2 separate regions of the Gasterosteus aculeatus genome follow, and region 1 is linked to region 2. Evidence: chromatin contacts called from public Hi-C data. All regions are on one chromosome and are shown on one strand. Each heading gives the region's core, a stretch centred on a gene start, on an enhancer-like site or on the middle of the called end of the contact. The rest is flanking DNA. Distances are from core to core; before and after follow the strand shown. Region 1 holds the start of qsox1 (quiescin Q6 sulfhydryl oxidase 1). Region 2 overlaps acbd6 (acyl-CoA binding domain containing 6).

Region 1 (7,462 bases), core at 4,326-6,825, 60 kb before region 2:
AGCGTTTAGATGTTCATATTTATAGACTTCTGAGATTGGAACTGAGTGTGAAATTCTCCTTTTCGTGTATGTCTTTCAAACAGGAGAGTCCAGTGTTGGGGGCCAGTGGTCAGGAGGAGCTCGCCAAGCGACTAGCAGAGCTGGAACTGAGCCGCGAGCTGCTCGATGAGCTGGGTGACGAGCAGGACTGGTTTGACGAGGACTTTGGCCTCAGCTCTCGTAGAGAGCAGCAGCGACTCAAGCAGATGGAGGAAGAGGAGGAAGAGAGGCTGGGGAGGTGTGACCCGTCAGTCATAGCGGCCCTGGGGGGGCTGGTCTCCTCATCCGGCGGGGAACAGCAGGCTAAGACTCCACCTAGACCCGAGCTCCCTCTGCCCCTGCCCCCTAAGCTACCTGAGCAGCCCGCCATGGTCGTGCCCCACTCCGCCTCAGAGGTGGAGAAGATGGTCCATGCCGCCACTCAGGAGATCTGGGAGAGCTGCGGCCTGGGGAGGGAGGGAGCGCAGACCCTGTCCCAGCTGCCGAGTCCCAAACCCTCACCAGGGTATCTGGGTAAAGACGCCAGCGGCGAGGACCCGAAGTCCCTCTGCGTCCGCAGCTACAGAAAGGTGAACAGGAGACTTGCTAGAACATATTAAAAGAAGTATAACAAAACAAGGCCTACAGATAGACCGCTAGAAACAAATGAATGCAATTGTAGTACCAAAGACTTGAAGAGTCAGACCACAGCCTCCTTGACTTTCTTTTCATTCCCCTTCCAATAACGCTGGTTGAGATCAGCTCTCAACTTTCCCACTGCTTCCGTATCACTAAGCCAGCATAGACCACACGAAAGCACTTTCTCTGAGTGATGTTAAATGGCAGACGTGTTTGCATTATTCAGTGGCTTCCTCTCTGATTAGCATGTTGGTGTTTTAAAGACTCACAGCTATTGCACTTGCCTTAGTCTCAGTAGATTTCCCTCTGCCACGGACAGACTTTGGACTCCTAAATCAGATATTGTCTCCGTTGGTTAAACGCCCTTTCCTTCAATGCAAAGAGCTAGTGAGCAGTAAATATGTCAGACATTTTGACAAGCTGTCTCACTCACCTTAACCATGGGAGACCTACTGCAGCTTTACTAGCTGAGCTTTATTTTATACAAGTATCTCATTCATTTCTGTCCGTCCCCCCCCCCCCCCCCCCCCCCCACCCTCAGGCTGTGTACGACCTGACGTGGGAGATGCTCGAGGAGATCTACACTGAGGATCCCGACGTTGATCAACCTCAGTGGGTCAAACCACGTCGAGTTAGGTCCTCCTTCTTCCACGGAGTGAAGACGCCGGGAGACCTCTCCAAGATCCAGGTACAGAGTGTCTGAAGAGACCCACCTTAGACAAACACACTGGCTACTTAAGTTGTCATATTATCTTTCTATGTTTGTATTGCCTTACTTTAAAGAAAACTACATGAGTGAGAGTATTGGTTTGTTTTTTATTTCTTCCAAGTGAAACTTCACAATTTGGCTTTGTTAATTCACCCGGGATATCTGCAAGTTTTATGGCATGTAGTAAAAAAACGTCCAAACATTCAAATGCCACTCACCCGATGACATGGTGAATTACATTGTGTCACAGGAATTCATCTCAGCAGAGGTACTGAAGATGTATGGTCTGACCAAAGATCACAGCCAGAAGACCGACTGGCAGAAGATGCTCAAATTTGGCAAAAAGACACGAGACAGAGTTGATCATATTCTGGTAGGTTTTTAAAATAAATGTTTGGGGGGTTTGCTTTCTTTATTTTCATTTTTAGGGATTGTTTGTCACCCGGAAAGGACACCTAATATGTGATAGGAAGATGTTCAAGATCCCTATCATGTTTTTTTAATTAATTATCCTTGTTGTTTGTCCTTGTTTTTTTTCCGATCATTTCAAATGAAATAGTGAATTTCATTTTGAGTGATTCTTTATTACTTTTGTTTTAATCAATTAATCAATTAATTCAATTTTGCTTTACTTTAAATCAAAAAATGTTTTCACATGACTTGTTTTGATACAAATGATTAATGTCACGTCACCGAATTTTGTTTTTCAGGTTCAGGAACTCCATGAGGAGGAAGCTCAGTGGGTCAACTATGACGAGGACGAGCTGTTTGTCAAGATGCAGCTGGCGGACAGCATCTTTGACGCTTTGCTGAAGGACACCGCTAACGTGCTGACGCTGATCTACGACAAGAGGGCCAAGAGGGAAAACGGCCCGTCTTGACGGCCTTCCGGTTCCGATTCTAAACTACACCCCCCTCCCCCTCCCCCTCCTCCTCGACGAACTCCAGCCAACCTCCCGCCGCTCGGTCTTCCACCAGCTGATGTGTCAGCAGCAAACCTCAGATGCCTTCAGTCCCGGCGTTACCTCTCGGCTGAACCACGCTCACTTCTTCCTGTGATGTTCATTTGCGGAATTCGGCTCCGGCTCCCTGCATCTCATTCCTCACCTCCTGGGGTGGTTCTTTTGTCAACACCGGGAGGAGAATGAGACGATTCTTCGATGGAATGGACTTCGATAGTTTGTTCGCACTTAAAATCCATTAATGCTGCTAAAATTGATTGTTCCATTTTTTTTTAATCCACCTAGAACACAAGGAGGTTGTCATATTTTGTATTGAATCCTAAAGTAAATATATGTATGGATTTAAAAATTGTAATAGAGTAGCAGATAAAGACTATACAGTGTAGTCCAGTGACAGTAACACATTATCGTGTTGGCTTTGTAATCCAGTTCATTTAAATTTAACAATGGTTATGAAGTTAAACTTAATTATAGGGTTTTTACTTAATTATTTACCTGCAGACATTGCAGCCATTCACCTTTTGCTTGTCTGGTCTTAAGGGGCGACTGACTCAGACCCTCTAAATCTATATAGTTTAAAAACTGAGATTTAAAACACTTTAACTTCCTAATCATTGTTTAATTTTGGACAGAGGTAGAAAAATAGAAATGGTCACAGATCAAATATTGTTGGACTGCGCTGTAGTGGAGTGTCGATGAGATCAGTTATTGTATGAAACATTTTGCCTCTTTAAATATATTATTTATCGTGAGAAAACGTTTGATTAGCAGAGTAAGGAACATTTTGAACTGTAAATGATCTTGTCAACATATAGAAAACAGATTTTAACATTTTACTGAAATTGTAAAAAGCACAAAAAGAAAAAGAAATGTGAACGTGGACACAGCAATATATTATCGAAGAGGTTTAAAGAGTGCTATTGATGTTTTTGGTGAAAACTGTTTAAATAGTTGAAACATTGAAGTGTTGATTCGTTGAAAGTATTCTGTATGACTTTTATTGTGGCCACAGCTGTCCAGTTGTCCCCCTTTTGTGGGACACATACCCCCTGTACTTATGTCAACGCTTGGAAAGTCTCGTACAACCAGCAAGAAAACGCTTCTCCGGTGATTTGCGCTTCATTCCTATTTTTTTGGGCTTTAACTGAGGCCTTTGAACCCCATTCAACCTTGTTTAAGTAAGCTGTCGGGGGGCGAGGGGGGGAATGGTTGTCCACCAGCGCTAATGCCCACGGGGGTAACAAAAGTAGAATCGCATCACAGGACGACACCCGTGTGCTGGATTTTAGCCTTACTTTTTCTACAGTCATTTTTCTTCCCATGACACCTGTGGTGGTCCTGTTTCTTCATTGGTTGTCCTTGTGAAGGTTGCCAGCTGAACATTTGGCAGTCTCTCTCTCTCTCTCTCTCTCTCTCTCTCTCTCTCTCTCTCTCTCTCTCTCTCTCTCTCTCTCTCTCTCTCTCTCTCTCTCTCTCTCTCTCTCTCTCTCTCTCTCTCTCTCTCTCTCAGCATTCAGTTCAAGTGCCTCTTTAGTTGTAGATTCGTAACAAACTCCCTTTGGACCTATTTCTCTTTGAATGTCTCTTTCAACTTGCTGTTTACTACCTTTTTTGTAAATGATCCTTAAATGGCCCCTCTAGCTTCTCACCGGTTTGCCAACACTTCGGTTTCTGCCTTATCAATCTTTCTGTATTGAAGCCTAGTTGGGAACGTTTTCCAAGCCTTCTCATTTTGTCCGTGCTCCGCTTGAGAAATAGTTTGTGCTAACAGAATTACTGACTCACTCTGAATGTCACCTGCTTTTTGGCCACGCCGACCCTGCATCTGTGCATATACACACAGTTGAGTCATTTTTTTAATCGATAATCGAAGTGTATCAACAACTAGATTGTTGACCCTACAAACACACACACACACACAAATAAGTTGTGGGTCATTGAGGTGGTGAGACTGCGCACCTGGACTTTATCAAAGGGCTTTCTTTAGTCCCCGCAATCAATGCTCCTCGGATCCAACCGTGTACAAACTCATCGTGACGGTGCATTAAATCTTCTGAAGAAGCTGAAGTAACCTTAAAACTCTATTTTTTTTGTTTTCCAACCCGTGAGGTGTAAAACGTTTTTCTAAGGTACACGCTCAAACTGTAACTTGTATAATGTAGAAAACGACCAAAACATTGACACGAATTTCTCATGCTGTATGGGTTGTGAGTCTGGGCTGAAGGCATATGTAACTGTACTTTATTGCAAACCCTCTTGGATTGTCTTCTTGAATTGATTGTATGTGGGAGGCAGTGGAGATCCCCTCTAACTATGCAGTACTTGGTCCTGTGCTCCGCTTCGGCCGTATGGACCAAAAGGCTCAGACTTCTCCTGAGTGTGAAGGTTGATGAGATCGTAGACGAGCTTACGGCTCTCTGGTGTAGGATGGAGGTGCTTCTATCCGCTCGTCTGAGGTCCGTTTTCTCCAAGGGGAGGTGGAGGAACTTCCCCTTTTTAATAGAGATTGATATAAATGATTGAATAAAAGGAAAAGATTTGATTATTAAATTAACCCAGTTACACTAGATTTGTCACTTCATCTTTTAAAATGTGGATGAATATTTATAATTCTGTGCGGTTAGTGTGCGCCAAGTGCACTTGAAGATGTGTACAATTCTTTTATGGGTGTAAATATACTGTGTTCAATCTGACCCACTGTTACTGTAACCTGAGTGATTGTAAGATAAACACTGTATACTTTGCAAATATGTGCAAAATATATATTTGTTAACTAAATGAATTGTAAATAAAGCTTCCATTGTTTCTGAAGTAATCTGACTTGTTTTGGTTAGTAGTTTGAAGTGTTGCAGCACTGATGCCAGGCCAAGGAATCTCGTCCTAACGCTCTAAATGTTAACATTTTACATCAGTAACTCTTTTTAAATATAGATTTTGAAGCCATTGCAGCAGCTCCTCTGTTGAACGTGGGAGTTACACAATATCAGAAGTTTGCATCATACGATTACAGAGAAAGTGTTGTAATGTACCAGTCTTGACTATATCTGGGATATTTAAGAATGATACATTTCTAATTTTGCAGTAATATTGGGTGAATGATTCACTGCTTGGTATTTTAATATAATACATATTTTGCCACAAATATCAAATATGAGCATGTTGATTTAACTCTTTGTGAGCGTTAATAACAACACTGGTTATTGCAAGTTGTTTCCTGTACAAAAGCCGCGAAGGGTCAAAAATCAAGTGTCAGACTTTATCGGGGCGAAATGACAACCGTGCGCGTGCGTCGGTTAGTTCCTTGAGGTGTGTTTTCTAAAAGGACGAGAACTCCAAACTGGAAGAGAAAGGGAGGGGGAGAGAGAGGGAGAGAGGAAGCACGATGAAGCCCGCTGGCCGCCTCGCAGAGTGAGGCAGAAAAGTTGTGTCAACTTTGGTGTGACGCGGAGGTGAAAACTCGGTGCGTCCACACCGACGCTCGGCAGCCGCAGCTGGGGGGCGGGAGGAAGATGGCGCGGCGCCGCGGCGGTGCCACGTCTCGGTTCACCGGAGAAATCCCCAAAAGTGCCGGAAAGAGCGCGACGTCGGCGGTGGTTTGGTTGTGTTTTTGTCTCCTGTTCCCTTCCGCCGCGGAGGCCGGGCTGTACACCGCCACCGACCAGCTCCTCCCGCTGAGTCCGGACAACGTGGAGCCGCTTTTGATCAACTCCACGGCCGCCGTGCTGGTGGAATTTTACGCTTCGTGGTGCGGACACTGCATCGCCTTTTCTCCAGTTTACAAACGTCTGGCGAGAGACATTAAAGGTTGGTGACACGACACGCAGCTGTGTTCCGTGACCTTCCGTTCCCGTTGATACGCGTTCTTATCTGCCTTTCAGAGCTTGTTTTATTCACGTGACACAAGTCTCTTAATTATCGCCATGGTTACAACTCGCTGTATTTATCCTCATGTGCACGGAAACGAGCGAGGACACCAAGCTGTTGTTTGTACCTGTTAATTAGAGCGTGTGATCTAATGAGTGTCTGTCCCGTCAAATATCCGAATAAATATCACAGCGCCGTGAGAGGAAATACAATTCGGATGATGGTGGAGGGCAAAGGGGGCTGTAATGATGGCAGGAGGCCCGACGCAGTCACGGTGTATTTCAGTCACACACACACACACACACACACACACAACTGTGGCAACTGGCGTCTCGGTACTAAATGCTTTGCAATTGGAATTGGACTTTAAACGGTCCGCATCCACTGTTATTCGAGGAGAATACCAGAGAAATTAGGGTTGCATGCAGAAGATATCGCCATGGCAACCACTTAATCTGCGGAAGTATATGCAGTAAATGTTGATGAACTTGATGAAGAAGTCAAATATTCACAGCAGTGTAGAAACTGTCTTCGTGGTCCCACCAGCGTCACTTTGTGGACCTTTTGCCCTCTTCTAAAAATACAAAGTTATGTTATAATCCGAAGTGTTGATTGCAAAATACACGTTGGCCCCCGGGGCCTCAGCCACTGTGGTCGGGTGCCATTGACGGTAAACTCAATATTTACTTTGGCTGTATTTCATGTCTGTTCTTCAGAATGGAAGCCGGCTGTTGACCTGGCAGCCATCGACTGCGCTGCAGAGGAGAACAGGAAGGTCTGCACCGCCTTCGGCATCAAAGCCTACCCCACTATCAAGGTATTATTCACAATATAACACGCAGCCCCACATTCTGTGTCCTCTTGCGATAACCGCTGCGGGAGGATCCACTTATTTAACAGAGATGGTCAACGTAGCCTCAAATGTGTGACTCTTATCAAAAAAAGTTTTAGTCCTTATATTAAAAGAAATGAAGGAAGTAGGTGCAGGTGAATCAAAACTTTGAACCTTATTCTACCTTATTTACGTGGAGGAAAACAATATCCATCAGAAAGTACTCCACTGTATTTCAGTCCGGTGAGCTGATCTCTATTTTGCAGAAGCCATAAAATAAGGAATGTTCACAGTCTTCCTCCAACATGCCTCGGCGCTGCCTTCATTCAACATGTGTACACTACGTTTGGTTTCGATTAGCACGTAGAGCATAATGTTGATACGCATGTGTGGAAACAGAATATGTGTTTGCTGGTACTTTTATAAAGGTATTTGATG
Region 2 (7,183 bases), core at 2,600-5,099:
CATATCGCTCTGTAAGCGAGGGAGGGGTGGGATTCAGCGCACTGTATTTTTCGCTCAGCCACCTCATGAATCTGATGCCTAATGTCCCCCAGTAACGCTGCAGGGCTCCAGTGGCTTTAATACTTCCTCCAACCTCTGTGAGGAAGGCAGGTGAAACGGTCCTGATTGCCTGAATGCACGAATTCAGGAAATGTTTGCACTTTGGACACCTAAATTATGCCCCCCCCCCCTTGTTATCCATCCTTCACAAAGTTGCTGGAAAAGGCACTATCATAAAGCAGAACCTAAAATAATTTAAACACACCTGAAAGGACTTTTAGATTATTCCATCCTGTCTCTGTTCACTCCAATGCAAAATATTTAAGATTATTGAAGAAGCATTGGATTTTTTCCATCTATCTCTTTTCAGAACCAAAAAAATTAGTCAAATCAGACAAAGATGGTAACGATATAAATGAAAAGTCTACCGAACTTCATCCACCCATCGCTACCCGCTGATACGTCCTGGCGCCCTGGCCTCTCAATTTCTACTTTACCAATAGATACATGACTGTAAAGAGGGTGCATCTTACAAAAGGATAACACGTACCATCAATCCTCCTCCGCTGTCATTATCTTGATACGGCTCTAAATCATTAGTGAAGTGTTTTTTTGTAGTTATCCCACTGGTGAGTCTTTTATGAACCATTCACCACAAATCCCCCCCCCGCCCACGACCCCTTGCTCCCCGTGAACATTCAAAACAAAAGGGGCCATGCATGACCACAAAAGAGAAAGTCATTTGTGAAATGTCCTGATTATGTGGGTTGTGCAACGTAAAACAATTTGCCTGATTACTTCCAATTGATTCGGCCTTACAGTTAAAGCCTCCGTGTGCGGCCCAGTGAGCTGCATTGTGTCGCGCCGCTGGGCAGGGAAGTGGAGTAATTTCTCCGATGTGCAGCTGAGCCAGCTTACCGCCAAAGCTAAAGCCCTCCTGGATGCTGCTAAACCTCGTGGAGGCAAAACACCACGCTAGCCACCGGCTAACTCTGTCTGCTAAAGCCCCGGGGGATTTGTCTGTGGCACAAAGTGAATTAAAGGTGACCTTCTGGACGGGATGGAGAGGGACAGAGCGAGGGAGGGAGAGAGAGCAGAGAAGGGCAGTTGGGAGTCCTGGAGATGTCACCGTTTGCCTTGAGCATGCAGGTGAACATGTGCATAACACTTCTTGCAATAAACGAGACGGCTCCTGCAACCTTGAGATTTCACCCTAAATCCTTCGGTTATACGTTAAAACACAAATGTTGCAACGGATCATCTTTAACTTCAGAGGATCAAACAAACATGCTAAAGTGCTCTGGTGAAGCAGAGCCCAGGGTGAAACTTTGCACTGTATGAATGTTGATGTTCTGCCACCACCTAAAAATAACTGACTGCAGCTCTCAATTCATGCATTTGCTGAGGTGTAATCTCAAAATGTCATCGAGATCCAAACTCTGGTCCCAATTATGTGCGAGTGGTCGTTCTACAAAGTTATTTCCCCATTGGCGGTTTCTTCGTTGAAGGCTTTCAAAAGCTTAAGAGCAACACTGGCGCTTTCAGCCCATATAGCACGTCAAAAATAATAAAATGAATAGAAACTAGAATGCCTAAAGTTGGACGCCCGACTTTTGCTCTTTAATGGCAATAACTTGACGTTCTGGGTAATTAGTGTCTTGTTTGGCGTATTGGCTCATTGATTTAGCAGTTAATTATCACAGAAAGAGGCAAAACGCAGCTCACCTGATTGTTGATGTCTGCTTTGTGCTGCAACAATACAGAAACCATCTCCTTGTGTCCTCGGTCACAGGCCCAGTGCAGCAGAGCTCGACCCTGTGAACAAGTGCACGTGGCAGCATAAGAACAGGTTGGAAGGAAAACTAAACTGGCTTGTTTATCTCATGTCTCATATTTACACCAGAAATGCATAGTGCACATTCCCCTACCGCATACTCCTCAAAGTCAACTTCTACGACACGCGTGTTTGACGTGAACATGTGAGCAAAGAAGTGCAGTTAGGAGGTTGGAGTACAGGCTGACGAGTCACCTGCACACATCTGTAAAGCTTGATGGATGAGACTCAAATTAGGAGAAGCCCTCTGATCCACGACTCGATCTCTCTCACACACAGACTACTCCTCAGGTCCAAGATCCTTGTTCTAATAAAACCACGCAAGCTCATTTTTCAGTGGGGCCAATTAGGTAAAGCAAACTCTCCAAGTTCAATTCTGTTCCTTAAATCATATTGATCACCAAGGCTGCCTGTTAAAATGGAAACTTGTGCGCCGGGACAGAATACCAATAAGTCTCTCGCTCTCTCCCCTCCCCCTCCCCCTTCCCCTTCCCCTCCCCAGGTGTCTCTGCTGCTGACTGCTGGCAACATCCTCCCTGAAGACCAGAGTTTACTATTCCAGAAGACCCCCCCCCCCCACACACACACACAAATGAAGTGGGCTGCTTAAATAAAACATTGAATGTATAAAATGGAACATGTGCAGCATTTAAAGCTGAGAAAACACTATTAAGAGAAACATTCAGTTTGTGCGAGCCAGTTCGGGCATTGAGAAGAGTTTGTTCTGATTAGAGCGGAAATGGTCCCATCCAGGAAGGTAAACCACAGGTGATAAATGTTAAGCACTCTCCACTCGAGTGGGTAGCTGACTAAAAGCCTCCTTTATCCTCATTTGAAAGGGAGGAGAGAAGCATCGCTGTTAAGAAAGATCGGCCGTTACAGCGGTAAAAGGGAGGAACGTCTCTAAGCAGCAACACAAACGGGCACATCAAGCACACCTGGTCAGTGTACGCTAAATGTATGTACATTCCCCTTCTCCCTCTCCTCTCCCCCCTCGGCTCTGCGTCGATGCACACTTGTGGTTTGGCATGTTTGAGTTTGTGGGAAACCGAAAGTATCCAGCGTATATACATGCAGTGATATAATGCTAAAGTCACATTGGAAACGTACAGTTATGCAAACTTTTCCTAATTATACCAAACAAACAGTAAACTGTTTTATGTGTATATATGTTGAATATTGGATGTTTATGAGAGACAATTGCACGATTGTGGTCAATAATAAACCTTCCTGTGATGATAGGTTTGTGCTTCCAATGAACCGATTCAAAGACGTTTGCAGTTTATTGTTTATGATATAAAAATGAGCATTTGGGTTATTTGTGGTCATTTTCTCATTCACTTCAACGAGAAGTGTCCAAACTTTTAACTGGTACTGTATAAACTGGCCAGCAGCTCTCACACTGAAGGAATGCACCACATAACTATACACGATGATTATCTTGATTGACAATTCAACATCTGAGCGCACACTTTCAGCAATACACAATCGAAATACTTCCATCCACAATTCCTTTAAGTATTACTTAAATATGTTTATTTCTACTAATACCACTTTTATATTAATTACCTACTAAATAATATGATGTCCTCCTTTCCATTTATGAGAAGTACACACCTTCCATAAATGTTTTATCGAATTACGTTTACTGTTGATGTTTTTATTGGGCTTAATCACCAATCCTTTCTGATCAATGAATAACTCCTTTTGTTTACCTCCTTTTCAGTTTTTAAAAAATTGTATTTTCAGGATGAGTTCATCAGCCGTGCACGTCTTCCACACGCCTCCAATAGAAATGCATTATATTAGATTTGGTTTCCACACCTACAAATACATGTATCCCAGGTAGATATTTGGCCACCTGCTCAAATATCCGGCTTCTTGCTGATTTTCGAAACTTACTTCACCATTGCCCTCTGCTGTCGGGCGAGCTGCGCTGCAGCAGCACAAACGACAACAACGGACGCGCAAAGCTCTCTGTGCCGAGGTGCCTCGACTATCTGGGCTCTGACTGGGAACCCGCGGGCCGACAGCCCGCTCATCTGAAGAACGGCTGCGATGAAAGGGAGGCAAGGGGGGTGAGCCGTTTGGCCTGGCCGATGACGAATCGGGGGCAGATGAACGGATACCACGGTCAATCCAGAAGACACCTCGCCGTGGTAAAAGCTGCTCACACCATTTACTCGTCTCGGCCGGCGGAGCGGTTCCCGCGTGCAGGTGGTCGGGATCGTTGACACCGTGACGTAACGACCACAAAGAGAGCAGCGTGAGCCGTCCCAGAGTGACCTGTACATTTTTTTGGGATACTCTGGTCATTTTCAACCGGCCCTCCTGCACGAGGGGTAAAAGCACATACCAATGACGCTGCGGAGTGTACGGACTCTGTGCTTTGCTACGGGGGGGGGGGGGTTGAGAATGGATCCCAAGGATGGATAAATTCCCCATCCTCTCCGCCCCCGGTTGCCCAATACCGACACACTGCCATGACAGTGTTGTCATGGCAATTACACATCCTTGAAAGGTAAACTTTTAAACAGCCATTCTCACATGGCATCAGTACCGTTTCCATTGACTTATTTCTCGGCAGTGCGCTCCGTAGTTACCTCTTCGTCTTTAGTATTGACATCCGCTTTCTGGGAGGTGATGGCCTTGCTGATGTGGTCGATGTTATTTTCTCTGCAGTAGTCAAAGATGTTCCTATCCTCTTCCCTGGGAGGGACACAGAGAAGGGCACGAGGAGAACACAGTTCACTTCATTATTTTCTTTCCGTTTGTGGATAAAGAATCAGATGACTTCCTATGTTTTGAGATATGTGTGAGATTTGAGGAGCTTCCAGCCCCACAATGGAGGTGAATGGATGAGGTATTTTTACACATTCAGTCCTGTTTGCTCTGAACAATCCACAAACCTCACTGCGAGCAGTTCTCATCGGAGCTACTTACAACCAGATTAATGGGGACAGTATGTATTCTAAGATCCAGCGTAAACTGAGAAAATACGTTTTCTGTCATTTGTGTGAAGCGATCCTTTAACTGCATTAACACCTTCGACGCCCAGGAAAGCCACGCCGTGCTACTAGATCATTTAGTCGTCAACGGCACAGACGTAAAAGATAACGCAAACACACAACTGGTCTCTCTGTGTCACACACACACAGGCAGCAGAGCCACACGTGCCACCTCCCGCGGGAACACTGGCACGCGACACACACGCAACCACGCACATCCTATCCCACCTCTGATTATATCTCTGTCTCTAATCACCTCCTGGCATTGGGGACAGGAGTGAGTGCTGGAGGGGGGGGGGGAGCAGGGTGCAGGGGTGGTGGGCTGTTGGGTGAAGGGGAGAGAAGGGGCTAAATCTCATTTAGAGCTTTACGCCTTCCCCTCCCCCTCCTGCCGGCCATTCAGATTAATTGAATTTAGTGCCCTATTGTCTGATAGAGACGCCGCATCCCAGCCGCTTTCCCACTCCCACGCGGTAAGTCAGTCCTCCCCAAGTGCCAAAAGCGCCCAGTTCCCGCCTGTGACGCCCGTCGCTCCACTGCGCCGGGCTTCACGAATCCCCCAGCATACACCTGGCCCTCGACACACTGGGGGATACGGTGGGCTGTTGTCCCATTATGACTGGGGAAGTCAAGTAGGTGGTCTTAACAACTATCGTAGTTAGGGTTCCAGTTCCCGTACGGCGCTCTGATCAGAACAACTCAGACGGTCTGGCTGGGAAGAAAAAATGCAAAAAAGGTTTCATGTTTTTGCCTGAAATAAAGGGCCAACTTTACCCCAAAACTCATTACAATTGCATGTAAAAGAGGTGGAATGAGTGGAATAGAGCAGACAGGCTATTTCACACAACATTGTGTTGGTTTTTGTATAGATAGTCAGCTCCGAACTACATTAATCGCAATTAAAGATGTGACAGGATGTGGGCTTAACACTTCAAAGTTTAGAGGATTCTACGTACACAGCTGGATCAACTCCTAACTCCCCACAGTGGAAATAAAACCATCTTACTCACGATGAGCACTTTTCATTGTTTGCGGTGAAGTTACACAAACAAAAGTTTCTTCTGCCGGTTGTTCTTTAATGAACCGCTGTACTTCCCTTTCTTCATCGTTTTATCTACACGCTTTATCTCCCCCCGGCTCCCTCCTCCCTCCCCTCCCTCTTCCCGCCATCTCCTCATCAGCCCGTGATGGATTATGAATAACTCATTACACTTTTATCACTGCTGGGTTATGTATGAGCACATCCATTTACATACTCCTGATTACCAGCGCTATGTTTATTCATGAGCCTCCACGCTGGGCCACACCCACTTCCTCCTCTGATGCCCACGGTGACCCCGAGTGTCCCTGATGTGTGGCCACCATCCGTCTCCCCGGCAACTAATCAATAGGCCAGCTCATCAGTCTTTCGTCGACGGTCGGACGGGGCCGGCCTGACGGGCGCATGACACATCCTCACATTTATAAAGCGCGAGCGTGAGTCTAATGTAGTGTACGGTTATATTAAACACACAACTTCCAAAATAAGCTCACGTGTGAAATGTACAATCGCACACAACAGACACGTGTATTTAGTCTGTGGCCCAGTGAGACACACACACACACACACACACACACACACACACACACACACACACACAGACACACACACACACACACACAGGCTGTAAACAAGCAAAATGATTAATGTGGGTCATATAACGACGTAACGTCAACAACACATGCATGCAATGCATGCTGGGAAGGTCACAGGCTACTCTGTCATCACAATAGCTGTGGTTTTGTGTGCGTTTCAGTATGTATGTGAGCTTGTTTTGTTTGTGTGTGTGTGTGTGTGTGGGGGGGGGCGGGGGGGGGTCCAGTCCGGTATACTGGCAGATATGTCCTTCATCCATCAGGATAAACTGGCCACAGTGGTGAGAACACTCATCTACCTGGCCTGAGCTTCACTGATCAACACCACGCCATCCATCCATCACACACACCTCCTCCCCTGTGAGACAACACGCCTAACATGGCTGAGCTCCACAGACGAGGAACAATGAGAACTCAAATAATGTCCAGACATCGAAGCCTCCAGCGTTTATCAAAGTACTTTTTCCAGGAGGGCGAGAGAATTACAAACGTAGCATTCAAAGCCTCTTCAATCGCACACTGATCAGCTCGGTAGCTCTGGGATATTGCTAATCAATCCTGCTTCGGTCGACACACACAAACACACACGCACAAGCTCACTCCATATTAAACAGCTAAGCACCTGTTAACCAGACAGAGTTAATTGCATTGCTCATCTCACATTCTG

The links. A called contact is a pair of places that touch in the nucleus more often than the background predicts.
Region 1: a Hi-C map of skeletal muscle shows a contact between it and region 2, with 2.7 times the contacts expected there. The contact joins the promoter of qsox1 here to the enhancer-like site in region 2. A contact is called at or near these places in 2 of 6 Hi-C or Micro-C datasets (both in skeletal muscle).

What each region holds. Positions count from the first base shown.
Region 1 is chr8:16,751,573-16,759,034 of fGasAcu3.hap1.1, reverse strand. qsox1 (quiescin Q6 sulfhydryl oxidase 1) reads left to right here and starts at 5,575. Exons shown (of 13, transcript XM_040184382.2): 1 at 5,575-6,132; 2 at 6,909-7,009. The coding sequence starts at 5,838. It overlaps cep350 (centrosomal protein 350), which reads left to right. Exons shown (of 37, transcript XM_078108436.1): 34 at 84-608; 35 at 1,199-1,345; 36 at 1,617-1,739; 37 at 2,077-5,139. The coding sequence ends at 2,247.
Region 2 is chr8:16,690,182-16,697,364 of fGasAcu3.hap1.1, reverse strand. acbd6 (acyl-CoA binding domain containing 6) reads right to left here. Exons shown (of 9, transcript XM_040183945.2): 6 at 4,477-4,582; 7 at 1,765-1,854. Among protein-coding and RNA genes, the nearest start is that of xpr1a, 9.3 kb to the right of the region's middle. Within about 2 kb of position 3,849, at least 1 of the 9 cell types and tissues checked has open chromatin away from gene starts, as enhancers often do.